Regions from separate parts of the Mus musculus genome. Here regions 1, 2 and 3 are each linked to region 4. A link is a contact called in public ChIA-PET, HiChIP or PLAC-seq and promoter capture Hi-C data. All regions are on one chromosome and are shown on one strand. The core of a region is the stretch at or near the end of the contact, and the rest is flanking DNA. Distances in the headings are between cores, read along the strand shown. Region 1 holds the start of Hdac1 (histone deacetylase 1). Region 2 holds the start of Eif3i (eukaryotic translation initiation factor 3, subunit I). Region 3 holds the start of Lck (lymphocyte protein tyrosine kinase). Region 4 holds the start of C77080 (expressed sequence C77080).

Region 1 (3,194 bases), core at 666-3,165, 290 kb after region 4:
TAATTCTTTAAAAAAATTATGCCTATTATACTACCCAATCTTTTAGGAAGTGGAGATAAGGAGACTTTTCTCCAAGAAATGTATTATCTACAAAAAACAAGAAGAAGAAAAAAAATTCCCAGCACTTGGTGGCCAGAGGCAGACGGATTTCTAAGTTTGAGGCCAGCCTGGTCTAGAGAGTAAGTTCCAGGACAGCCAGGGCTACGCAGAGAAACTGTCTCAAAAAACCAAAACCAAACCAAACCAAACCAAACAAACAAAAAGAACCGAAACAAAAAATGAGGCTGCTAGACAGTGGTGCACCCCTTTAATACTCAGGAGGCAGAGGCAGGGGGATCTCTCTGAGTTCAGAGGCCAGCCTAGTTGGTCTACAAAGCAACTTCCAGGACAGCTAGGGCTGTTAGAGACAGACCCTGCCTTAAAAACAAAACAGAACAGAAACAAGAAGACACCAGGCTTGGTGGCTCCGTCACCCCACAGCACTGGGAAAGACTGAAACAGGAATGTGGCTAACAGTTGAAAGACAGCATAGTGAAAGAGCAATCAGGACCACTGAACCTTCTTAGTCCACTTCTTCAGAATTAAAACAGGCCAGGGTTGTGGCACATGCCTTTAATCCTAGCACTCGGGAGGGGGGTAGGATAAATCTCTTCCAGTAGGAAGCAAACCTGGTCTACAAAGTGAGTTCCAGGCTAGCCAGGGTTACACAGAGGCCATTTCCAAAAAAAAAAAAAAAGTATCAACATAGCTCTTCACCCTCTACAACTGGAGTTATAACACCCTTTTCTAATCCAGCTAAAATTACTATCTGAATTATTTTATACCGACAATTACCAAAAAATATCTGTCTTCTAAATTTCAGATCTAAACAGCCAACCGCCTACTGGCTGGCTGGCTAGATGTCCCCTGAACAACTCAACTGCTATTCCCAAAACACAAATGCTGGACCAAGTGGTGTAAGCCTGGAGTCAAGAGTAAGAAGAAGGGGCTTAATCCAAGACCAGCTGAGTTACACTGTGAGACCCTTTCTCAGATAAAGGTGCTGTCCCCTCCCCCTGCTGTTGGCTCCACTTGCCAGGGCCTGGCTTGTAACTCCAGTTCTTGGGTCCTAAGCACTGACACACAACCTGCTCCTCTCAGGTTGGGCTGAGGCTCCTGCTGTGTTCTCCTCCACCCCACATTCCCTTGTCCCAGCGCTAACACCGAAAGATACCTGTGACATTGTCTAGCTCCCCCTTCAGACGGGAACTCAACACAGGAAATGTGCCTCGATGAGCCCTCCAGCCCCAACAGAAACACAACCCAGGACAGAGTAAGATGCTCGCGCTGGCTCAATGAAAAGTCGTTTTAACAAGTTTCATGCACCTCTCTTCTTGCATCCCCGGGGAGCCCCATTTCCCAACTAGCAACTGCAGGCCCTACTCATAGACTTGGGGGATGGAGTGGGGGAGGGGATGAGTGGCCAGTCCTGCAGAACTCACCAAAAGAAAGAAAGAAAAAGAGAGAGAGTGAATGGGGACAGTGAAAAACCTTTGTATTCTCAGCAGGGGAAGATATCCAGGCAAACCGTCTCCATCATATTCCGATCCCCGCCGCCACTTAGGCTTCCCTCCAGGAATCCCACTCCAACTTCAGGTCGGATTCCCCGAGAATCTCCGCCACCGGGATTACCGCAGACTACCCCTTCCACGACCCCCACCTCATCTCCGGCCTCAGCCTCGACTTCCTCTCTCCAACCTCCTCCTTCAGCCTCGACTTTCCCTCAGCCTCCCCGGGGCTTCAGCCTCCTCCCAGCCTCCTCCCCCAGCCTTTCCCCAACGCCCGGCCCGCGCCGCCCACCCGCAGCTCACCGTCGTAGTAGTAACAGACTTTCCTCTTGGTGCCCTGAGTCTGCGCCATCTTGCTCGCCGCCCGGCCCTCCCGTCAGTCTGTCCGCCCGCCCGCCCGCGGCTCCTTACGGCGTCCGACCAGGGGGAGGGGCCGGCCTCGAAGCCCCGCCCACCCCCGGGATCACCTATAGCCGCACAGCCCGGGCCTCACTCTAACCAATCGGCATGCGCGGGGTCGGGCCCGGAACTCGGCGGGGGGCAAGGGCAGCTTAGAGAAGCCACCGCGGGCCCCCTGGGCCTGTACCAAAGTCCGGCGCGGAGGGGTGGGGGAGACCGGGGGCCGTACCATCGAGTCCCGGGAGAGGGAGTCGGCTCCGTAAACTCTGCAGCCCGCTTCACAGTTGGGAGCGTGTGCAAAGATCAGAGGCCAACTTTCTCGTTTTACCGAGAATACGCCGAGGCTTCCCGGGGAAAGATGCTTGCGCAAGGTCACGCAGCTAAAAGACTAGGTTTGGTCTGGATTAGAACTGGAGAGAGAAATGAATGGCAAGGAACAGAAAGAAAATATCCAGAGGCCTACTGTAGTGGGGCAAGACCTTTATGTGCTCATAAGTTCTGACGGACTTTTCTTTTTTAATGTCAAAGCTCGTTTTCAGTTGGGCGTGGTTGCTATGTCTTTGATCCCAGCACTCAGGAGGCAGAGTCAGGAAGATCTCTGTAATCTGAGGCCAACTTGCTCTCCGTAGTGAAAGCATGTCTCAAAAAATAACAAAACAATTTTACAGGTAAAGCTGAAGAGCTTATTCAGTGTTACAAATTAAATTCCGTCTCCAATTGTACATATTTTTTTTAAAAAAAGACAAAATCCAATATGCCCGAGCACTGTGACAAAGTAACAGAACTTGGTGTTTAGTTTTTAATTTACTGGAGGGAGTGTTGGAGGGAGTGTTCCTATGTAATGGCTCTGGGTGGGGGCGGGGCGATCCATCCAGAAAATTTGGGTCAGGCATGGTGGCAGCAACCATCTCACCTACCCAGAACTTAATTTTTCTAAACTGAAAGCCTAAGTTGTTGTTTGGGGGGGACGTGGGGGTGGGGGGGCGGGGTTGTTTCTTCGTTTGTTTTTGCTTTTTTGTTTGTTTGTTTGTTTTTCAAGATAGGGTTTCTCTGTATAGCCCTGGCTGTCCTGGAACTCACTTTGTAGACCAGGCTGGGCTCGAACTCAGACATCTGCCTGCCTCTGCCTCCGGAGTGCTGTGATTAAAGGCATGCCCCACCACACCTGCCTTTTTTTTTTTTAAAGATTTATTTATTTATTTATTTATTTATTAAGTACACTGTAGCTGCCTTCAGACACACACCAGA
Region 2 (3,322 bases), core at 375-2,874, 350 kb after region 4:
AGTACCACACGTTGACGATCTGGAAAGAGTAAAATGATAGGATGGTCACATCCCAAAATAATCAATAGCTTAGCTTGCACTACAAACCCTCTGCAGGCTCTAGCCAAGCCAGGTTTGCCTTCTGCTCATTTACCAGTGAAGAGCTGATAGGACCGCCCAGCTCCTGGGTTCTCCTCCTTTCCTAACATAAGCTGTAGAAGAGCCAGGCCTCCAATAGCATCCTCATGTGCTTTTGTCTGGAGTCAGAAGAGGTAAAGGCCAACCTGAGTTGCAGTGTGAAAAAAAACCTTTCGGGTCCTGTTCAATTGACTCCGGATGACAGTAAGGATGTATGGGCTCCACTGCTTTGTCACTAGCTCACTGTGTGATCTTAAATACAGAGCTCCCTTCCTTTAAATGGCTAGGAGAGCTGAAGAGAAGGCTCAGAGCTTAAAGAGCACTGGCTGCTCCTCCAGATGACTTGGGTTTGATTCCCAACACCCACATGATGGCTTACAACAATCTGTATCTGCAGTTCCAGGAGATTTGATATCCTCTTCTGGCCTTCACAGGCACCAGGCACTCACATGCTATGTAGACATACAATGCAGCAAAGCACCCATACACATAAAATAAACAAAATCATTACACACACATACATTAAAAAAAAAAAATGACTGGGAGGGGCTGTGTGTGGTAGCACACACTTGTATTCCCAAGACCAGGAGGCTGAGGCAGGAGGATGGAGAGGTGTGCTGGCCACCATGGACAGATACCCCACTCTTGTCAACAGCTTTCTTCAAAGGGCAGCTGTGAAGCTCCAATGAAACCATGTCTATGAAACTTAAAATAAGTGACTTACATGCATCGGGTACAGTGCAAAACGATTTACAGAAATGACCTCACTCTGCTGAGGGAGCTAATTAAAGTCTCCATGTTTTATTAAAAGGGAAAACTGTGGTTTATAGAAAAGGTAAATGTCATGTTCAAAGTCACACTGCTTAGTAGGAGCAGGAGTTAGGGCTCAGATCTCAAGCTCCGACTTAACTCTCCACTGTTAACTATCAGTTTATTGCCTCCAATGCAAATGCCTCAAAAGACAATCCCCAAAGGAAACAAAGTGGGATTGAACAGACCACTTGATTCTGTCCTGTCCTGTCCCTGGGCTCCCTTCCAGTCTCCTGATTCTCTTCTCCCTGGCTAGGTACCCTTCCCTTCCAGATTTCCCTGGCGGAATGCTGTCGCCAACCTACCGCGGTATGGGGTTGGTTTTCCCTACTTATCAGAAAAATTTCCCTCCCGCAGGCAGTAAACCTTGTCCACCCGCAGTCCGGGCGGCGCGAACTCGCCCCCTCCGGGCCCCCCGCCCCGGACCCCCGGCCGCCCGCCCTCACGCAGTCGCTCACAGGGTCTTTGGCCACGGTGAAGAGAAGGTCTCCTTCGCGGTTATACTTGATCTGCGTGATGGACCGCTCATGGCCCTGCAGCAGGATGGGTTTCTGTGGGGACAGAACCGGGGTGTCAGTGCCGGGAACCCCGTCCCATGCCTACTGAGGCCCCCCGACGGCAGCACGCCGCGCCTGGAACTCACCATCCTGGCGGTGACGCGAGGAGAGAGGCAATGTGAGTGGGACCGGAAAAAGACTAGGGACGACTTCCGGATGCGGGGGCTCCGCCCTCTCGCTCCCGGAAGTAGAAGGGCCTGGCGTTTTCATGGCGGCGTCCTGGGGTGGGTAGCCGGGCCCCCCACCTCCGCGGGCTCCGACTCTGGCTCGGGAGCTCTGTTCTCAGTCTCCTGGCATCCCCGAGCCTCAGGAATGCTGAGCCACGCACCCTGGTCTCACTTCGGCCGCCCTCTGGGCGGGTCCTCCCGACCGATCACAGCCCGGCGGGAAGAGGGAGGGAGGGAGATGGAGCCGGGCAGCAGGGTGCAGGAGGCCGGAGGAGGACCCGGGTGACTTTCTGACCCTTTGCTTTCAGGGCAGGTGCTTGCTCTGGTGCTGGTGGCCGCACTGTGGGGTGGCACGCAGCCGCTGCTGAAGCGAGCCTCCTCCGGCCTGGAGCAAGTGCGTGAGCGGACGTGGGCCTGGCAGCTGTTGCAGGAGATAAAGGCTCTCTTCGGGAATACTGAGGTGCGTCTAGCTCTCACGGACGAGCCCCTGAAAATTTCACCATAGGTCGGCCGTATTCCCAGCCCATCTCTTACTCACTAGAAGTTCCTGGAAGAGTCATTTATCCTCTGTGAGTCTGTTTCGTCAAAAAAATGGAAAATTTAATGATAACCCTTGTATAGGGCTGATATAAGAACTCAAGTAAGACACATAAAACACTTAGCATTGGGCCTAGTACAGGGTACATGTTCAATCAATGACTATTTTTGCTTATTGTTTGTTTTTGGAGACAGGGTTTCTCTGTGTATCCCTGGCTACCCTGAACTCACTAGCCTCGAATTCAGAGATCAGCCTGCATCTGACTCCTGAGTGCTGGGATTAAAGGCGCCACCACTGCCAGGCTCCAGGACTACTCTTAAGGTCATCATCACCAAGTTGAGCTTTCTTTCGGCTCAACTTGCCCTGGGGTAGAACATAAGGAAAGCTATCGAGAACTGCCCATGGCTGCCTATGTAAGCTAGCTAGATATGCCCTACTCTGAGGGTTAGGGGGAAGGAGAGAGGTACTATATTTATAGTACTGTGTGAATTCTGTACAGAGAGATGAAGCTGGAGGACATGGAGTGGGCTACTTAGAAGGGGTAACACTGTCACTCAAGGCCTTATACCAGCAGGGACGATGGGAACTGGCCATGACGAGGGAGAGGGCATTTAAGGCAATAGAGTACATTGAATGCGTTTCTCTGTTTGCTCTAAGGGGTCTTCAAACACATGAGCGGTCCCTGAGCATTTGTAACCATGCCAACCCCCGTGGGAAGGTGCAAGCCAGAACAGGGACTCTCGAACTGGGTAACAACTGGCAAGGGGTCTGACACCAGATATCCTGCATATCAGATACTTACGTGACAGTCCATAACTGTAGTAAAATTACAGTTGTGAAGTGGCAATGAAAATAATTTTATGGTTGGGGGGTCCCCACAACATGAGGAACTGGATTAAAGGGTCGCAGCATTAGGAAGGTTGAGAACTGGGAAAGCCGTTGCACACGCAGGCAGCCCCTGACAGGTCTCTCCTCTTTCTAGTACCTGATGCCCTTTCTCCTCAATCAGAGTGGATCCCTTCTCTACTACTTGACTTTGGCATCAACAGGTGGGTCTCTGGCTCGGGTCTTCTCTGGGGTGGACGCCATATTTTACGAAGGGAACCTGAAAGACCTTGCACCTGTCAATGAGG
Region 3 (3,222 bases), core at 281-2,780, 330 kb after region 4:
CCTGGGCTCTTGCACCTTTGACTTTATTCTGAGGTCTCTGCCTCTGTGGTCCCGGAGAGCAGCACAGGGGGTGGGGACCTTAGTTTTCTGTCCTAAGCACCTTCCAGAATGAGCCTTGTTCAGGAAGCTTCTAGATTCCCTTGAAGGAAACTTCTCCCTCGTCTGATCTCAACCCATTCTCTGACTTTGTCCTCTGGGCTCTTTTGAGAAGAGCCACCATCCTGAGCTCCAAGAACAAGCAACCCTGTTGGATTCCTCTCCCAGTCAGCACAGGGCCAGCCTAGAGGACTGCAGTTCAAGGACAGATGAAACACCGGAAGAGCCAGTGTGTTTCCTGCCCCTGTAAGGAGGCAAGGTCTTGGAAGAGGCCAGCATATGCTGACAAGATGGAAAATCTGTGACATAAACATCTACGGTGAGGCAAGGGAAACCTGGACAGTCAGTGGAGGAAGAGACCGTCCTCCAGAGTTTAGAGTTTGACTGAACGAATGGGTGGTGGCTGGTGACAAGATTCTGGGCCTCTATCCTTTAGGGTCTGAAGGAAGAATCATGAAGGCCGACATGAACACACAAATACAGCTGAGTTAAGACAGGATGGGGACAAGGGCAAAGGCAAGAACATCCTGTCCTGACACTTGGCAGGACAGGAGCGGTGACTTTCCAGAGGGAAGTTCAGAAGTTCTTGCCCTGCTCCAGCTATACCCAGTTCAGGATAAAAATAGTCTTTCCTCTTCCCTTCTCCCATCTCGTTCACTACCAACTTCCCCGGGGAACACACATCCATTCTGGATAAACGCCCTACACATATCTATCTGCTTCCTTACTGACTCCTCTGTGTTTCAGGATGCTGGTTGCTAAGGCTGCCGTCGATTCTCATATGTCCACCTGGATCCCATGGGTTACTCTTTCATCTGTTTCTGCCACTTGGGTCTGCCTTAGGGACCTGGGGACTGATTCCTGGGGCCCTGCCCTCAGGACGGTCCATCTCATCACCCTGTGTGCCACAGGCATAGAAGGAGCCCAGGTCAAGCCTACACCCCCACGCAAGGTCCTGCTTTGCCGCGGACCATCGTGAGGAGGTATGGGTTAAGACAGGGTCACAGCCACCTTTGGACCTCAGAAACCTCATCCTCTGAGCTCAAGGAACTGGACAGGTGGCTGCTGGTGGCCTTCTTAACACTTGACATCATGTGCTGGCTCTCCCAGGAGTGTGCTCCTCCTAAGGTGGGAAATGATGGACAGCAGATGGCAGAGGCAAGAGCCACCAGCTCAGACAACCTCCAGGAAGGCATTTCTGAAAGGTTTCTGTACACCTAAGGAGCCTAGGCCTCCACAGACGCAGTGTTCTGCTGTCTGGTTCCCACCATTGCCCCCTTCTACACTGTTGTTCCCAGTACCCCTTACCTGCCCAGCCTGGGAGCCTTCTGGCCTATTCACATGATGCTCCTAGCCTGGCTTGGCTGCCTGGACCCGGTGTCAGCTCCCCTCGCCGTCGTAGTCACCACCTGTCTCCTCGCGCCCACGTTCCACCCTGACTTCCTGTCTCCTGAGGGCTCTGCAGCCAACCCAGCCCCAGCAACCCAACCACAAGCCTCCAGCACCTCAGGCTTCCTGCTGCCATAGACCTAGACCCCCTCAGCCTCTTGGGTCCCATACATCTCTAGGCCAGCTTCTACTCATACTGAGGGAGGCACTTAGGGAGGAAGGCTGTGTGTGATGGCATAGGTCCATATTCCCAGCGTTCTGGAGGTGAAGACAGGAATGGCTACATACAGAGTTCCAGACCAGCCTAGACCCCTCAAGTCCAATCATCATCATCATCGTCGTCGTCGTCATCAACCAATGAGAGGATTTTTTTTTAACGCAGGGACTCACCGTGTTGCCCTGACTGTTATGGAATTTGCTATGTTGCCTTGAACTCACAGAGATTCACTTGCCTCTTCCTCCCCTTGAAGGTCACTAAACATGGTGGGGAAGGCTGTTTGATGGAGCACTCCTCCTACCCTCCAAGATACTCCTGGGTAAGAGAAGAGAGCCTTTGCCCCCGTGAGCAGAACACAGCAGCTACAGTTTAGCTCACAGGGAAGGAAATGGCGCTGCACTCAACTCCAGCCGTGCTATGTAAGAACTGGGTGGCCTTTAATTTAGCCGGACAGCCAAAGGCATCTCTTGTTCAGAGTTGAACCTGGACAGCATCTATCTCTGTTAGATAGTTGGTGACAAGGTTATATGTACTATAGTAAAAACAGCAGCCACATTCACTGGCAGAGCCGTATCCATGTCATCCTGTGCCTAAGGATCGACTGTTGACAGTCTGTTTCAGGAGGAAGACAAGAAAACCTCATGTCTTAAGGCCCTAGTGACAGGCTGGGGCATGGTGGCATAAGGCTTTAATCCCAGCATTCCGGAGGCAGAGGCTGGCAGATCTCTGCAAGTTTCAGGCCAGACTAACTTATGCAGTAAGTTCCAGGACAGCCAGAGCTACATAAAGAGACCCTGTTTCGATAGATAGATAGATAGATAGATAGATAGATAGATAGATAGATAGATAGATAGATGATAGGTAGATGGATAGATAGGTAGATACACACATACATACATACATACACACATACACACATACATACATACACACATACATACATACACACATATATGCATACAGAGATACATAGATACATAGATGATAGAGATAGATACATAGATACATAGATAGATACATAGATACATAGGTAGATAGATACATACAAACATAGATACATACAGAGATACATAGATAGATACATAGATGATAGAGACAGATAGAAGATAGATAGATAGATAGATAGATAGATCGATAGATAGATAGATAGTAGATATAGATAGATAGTAGATAGATAATAGATAGATAGATAGATAGATAGATAGATAGATAGATAGATAGATAGATAGAATAACAGGCAGGGGACAGGACAGCACAGCAGAATGGTAATTCAAGTAGAGGCAAGGCCACACCCCTAATGGAGCGCATAGCCATAACCACGAGTTGCCTCCGGTAGAGGACCGAGCAAGCATACTGCACAGGTATCTGTGGCGGGCAGAGACATTCTGACATCAGCAGGAGTTTAAGAACTCCACAACAAGCTGCCAGCAGGCAAAAATGAGGATTGTGTCCCTCACAGGCAGAGGGCCAGGCCACCAGTGATGTGAGGAACCCCAAATGGCCCCTATCAGGGCCAAGAA
Region 4 (3,017 bases), core at 361-2,860:
CTGGAAAACACGCCTCCAGCAAATCTTCCCTCGGGGCTTGGCCCACTCATCTCAGTCCCAGCGCCCAAATTTCTATTTGTGGCTGGGCCGCAAGGGAGCAGGGCCCTTATCCAAAAGGAAGATCTGCCGGATGCAATCGTACAAGAGGCTTTCCACCCTCTTCCTGACCCCTAAAGTTCCTTCTAATTCGCCAGAGGCAGTTAAAGGACACTGAAGGTAAACACAGCTAGGTGGGATGGGCCCTGACCCAGGCCATTCCCTCACCTTCAGCACTTTAGCTTGGCAGTATAGGAAGATAAACTTCCAGCAGCCGCTGGCCTCTACCCCCCCCCCCCGCCCCAGCAGAGACTAAAGGTCTCCCCACCAAACTGATGACAGAAACAGGAGATGGGGGAGAAGCCAAACAAGTGGCCAAAAGTACAGTGACCTTAACAGGGATATAAGGCTCCCAGTTTCTTCCTTCCCCATCTCCCCCATCTCTCAGGCTTCCCACCCCTTAGAGTCCAGGGAGAGCCATGGGCTCAAAACTTCCAAACACTAGGAAGCAGCTGCTGACTTCTCCTGGCACAGCAGCACAGGCAAAGGCTCTCCACCTCACTTGAGCCTCAGTTTCTCCATTTTCAACACAAGCAGGTTACTACGGGGGACAAGGGACTAGGGAGAGTGGTGAGTGATGAGGAGAGGACTCTGGTTCAGGAAGGTGATCTCACCACCTCAGGAGGTGGATGTTTGTGGTTTGGCCCAGGTAAGGGAGGGGAGGGGGGGTGCGGGGTGTGGAGATGGGAAAAGCTAACACTGGTAACAACCTCAAGCAAAGGACTCCAAGCTGAGTACTTTGGGGAGCTGGAACCAGGATCTACCTGGAGGGCAAAAAGAACTCCTTTTGAGTAGGCTGACCTTAAAGACCCAAAGAGACCGACACCCCAAGACCCAAGGCCACCTGCCTCTCCCATTGGCCCTGGGCCAGTGTCAAATCTCTGACCCCTTGACTCAGCAGAGGGCACAACTTAGGAGAAGGAAAGTGTCTTTCCACCAGGAGGGCCAGCCAGCCAGCACTTCCTGCGTAAACTAGGGGATCCCTGCCCAGATGGGGGTCTCTGCCTCTCACAGTTGGATAGGTTGTGCCCCTGGAGCGGCGCAGGACCTATCTTGGGGTGCCCTGGGCTCTTCACTTCCCCCAAAACCATTGCCTAGGAGACAAGCCGTCCACATTACAGCCGACCCCACCAGAGGGACCCACCCTGCCACACCCATGGGCGCGCTCGACCCAGGTGCCAGGCCAGCTCACCTCGGCTTTTGCCCTTGGCCCGCTTGGCCTTGTCGTCCGCTTTCTTAGCCCGCGAGGCTGTGGACTCGGCGCCCTCGGCCCCGGCCGCCTTCTTCTTGCGCCGTTTGCCCCTCAGCCAGCTGAAGGCACGGCGGAGGCCGGAGCGGGACTTCTTCCTGCGCGGGGGGCCGCCGGGGCTCCCAGGCTCGTCGGCCGCAGGTGCGGCGGGGGGCGCGCGGGCCGCCATGGCGCGGGGCTGGGGAGGCGCGGTGCCCGCGGCGGGGGTCAGGCCCCCTGCAGCGCGGCGCCCATGCGCGGGGGCGGCCGCCGCCGGAGACGCGCCCGGAGAAAAAAGTTTGGGCGGCGGAGGCTGAGCGATCGCTGCGGGGGCGGGGGCAGCGCGGGCGGGGCCGCCGGGCGGGCGGGGCTCGAGCGGCGGGAGCGGCCGTCGGGGGCGGGGGGGGGGGGGACGGTAGCAGCGCAGCGGCAAGGCGCCCCTCCCCGCCGGCCTTGCCCCGAGGGCGAGGTCCGGCTGCAGAGTAGAGGTTCCTCGCCCCGCCCCTCCTTGATCCTCGAGGGTCTGTCTCTCGAAAAACCCCGAGGGTGTTCGGGATTCGTAGGGCAGCGAGGTACTGGCCTTTGGATCACCCGGTGTCTCCTATGGTTGGGGAAAGACTTTTTTTCCCAGACACCTGGGACCTGTGGCAGGTATTCCCCTGGCTCAGGACCACCGGAGGGGGGTGGGGGGGAAGCCTCCAGCAATTGCTCTGTTCTTGGTTGTTTCTGATTCATTCCTGAGTACCTAGAGTGGGATGTTCAGGCCTCAGTTTACCCTTAACGAGGCTGTGATTCCCCCAGGGCACTTATAGTAAGACTCGGGCTTTCCTACTGAGATGCTCAACTACGATAAATAAGGGTGGATCTTGAGGTAGGCGACTAAGTGTGTGCCTGGAGAAGCTGGTTAAGGGAAAGCCTTTAGAAGTCTGGAAAATGCTGTGTTCATTTCCTTGCCGGCCTCTCGTGCTGTATTATAGCTGACCAAGCCCTTTTATATCTCTGATTTTATAAGCTGCGAGGAAAGCAAGGTAGGGAATGTTTCCCCCTTAGGACAGAAGGGAGAGTGAGGCCAGGAGGGAATCAAAGCCAGCATTCTGATGCTCATCTCTGCCTCGAGGCTAGCAAACCTCCGCGGCCCCCAGAAGAGTCTTGTTCATACGTCCCGCAGTTAGAGTTGAGAGTTGTCTAGCATCATCAACTTGACTTTTGTCACACAGCTTTCTCCCGGGGCCCTAGTCTGCATTAGGACAGGAACAGGACCTGATCACCCAGCCTAATCTGCCCTGGCACGCAGTAGACCTCACTCTAAGGTTGTAAGCGGACCTCAGTGCAGAGTGATCTGACCTGCTCCAGTCCCTGAACGGCCCCAAGGCTCCCAGCAGTGGTGAACCTGGGCCCTAAGGCAGATCACCTACTACCCATGCTGAGCCTCAGGCAAAGGGATAAATAAAATAAGTCTGCATGCATTCAGAAGTGGGAAGACAAATACTCTGGCTTTTTGTTTGTTTGTTTACATGTATAAACAAGTCTTTTCTGAATGCCAGCTGCTCCCAGCAGGAGGAGAGGAAGTTGGATTGGAGATCTAAAGGCGGCTGTCCTTGCCCTGGCCTTTGGAAAGTGTGGTCAGGAGAGTGTTCTTTATTCCTAACCACCAGTACCCACTCTTTCAGTACTCTCTTTCCTGTGGCAGAGT

The links. ChIA-PET counts read pairs in DNA pulled down with a chosen protein or histone mark. HiChIP or PLAC-seq counts read pairs in DNA pulled down with a chosen protein or histone mark. Capture Hi-C pulls out chosen DNA fragments and counts their contacts.
Region 1: a contact with region 4 is called in a FOXA1 HiChIP or PLAC-seq map of pancreatic cancer cells. The contact joins the promoter of Hdac1 here to the promoter of C77080 in region 4. A contact is called at or near these places in 1 of 484 Hi-C or Micro-C datasets (embryonic stem cells), 4 of 115 datasets of contacts at active chromatin or transcription factors (embryonic stem cells, memory CD8 T cells and pancreatic cancer cells) and 1 of 9 other capture datasets (pancreatic islet).
Region 2: a contact with region 4 is called in a promoter capture Hi-C map of adipose tissue. The contact joins the promoter of Eif3i here to the promoter of C77080 in region 4. A contact is called at or near these places in 1 of 115 datasets of contacts at active chromatin or transcription factors (pancreatic cancer cells) and 1 of 9 other capture datasets (adipose tissue).
Region 3: an RNA polymerase II ChIA-PET map of memory CD8 T cells shows a contact between it and region 4, with 11 read pairs. The contact joins the promoter of Lck here to the promoter of C77080 in region 4. A contact is called at or near these places in 2 of 115 datasets of contacts at active chromatin or transcription factors (memory CD8 T cells and pancreatic cancer cells).

What each region holds. Positions count from the first base shown.
Region 1 is chr4:129,540,731-129,543,924 of GRCm38.p6, forward strand. Hdac1 (histone deacetylase 1) reads right to left here and starts at 1,916. Exons shown (of 14, transcript NM_008228.2): 1 at 1,851-1,916. The coding sequence starts at 1,899.
Region 2 is chr4:129,599,024-129,602,345 of GRCm38.p6, forward strand. Eif3i (eukaryotic translation initiation factor 3, subunit I) reads right to left here and starts at 1,625. Exons shown (of 11, transcript NM_018799.2): 1 at 1,571-1,625; 2 at 1,386-1,478; 3 at 1-19. The coding sequence starts at 1,573. It overlaps Tmem234 (transmembrane protein 234), which reads left to right and starts at 1,657. Exons shown (of 5, transcript NM_029748.3): 1 at 1,657-1,708; 2 at 1,960-2,111; 3 at 3,172-3,238. The coding sequence starts at 1,693.
Region 3 is chr4:129,572,111-129,575,332 of GRCm38.p6, forward strand. Lck (lymphocyte protein tyrosine kinase) reads right to left here and starts at 1,531. Exons shown (of 13, transcript NM_001162433.1): 1 at 1,405-1,531.
Region 4 is chr4:129,246,833-129,249,849 of GRCm38.p6, forward strand. It overlaps C77080 (expressed sequence C77080), which reads right to left and starts at 1,611. Exons shown (of 7, transcript NM_001033189.3): 1 at 1,289-1,611. The coding sequence starts at 1,514. The region is part of intron 1 of Gm12976 (a long non-coding RNA gene); the gene reads left to right.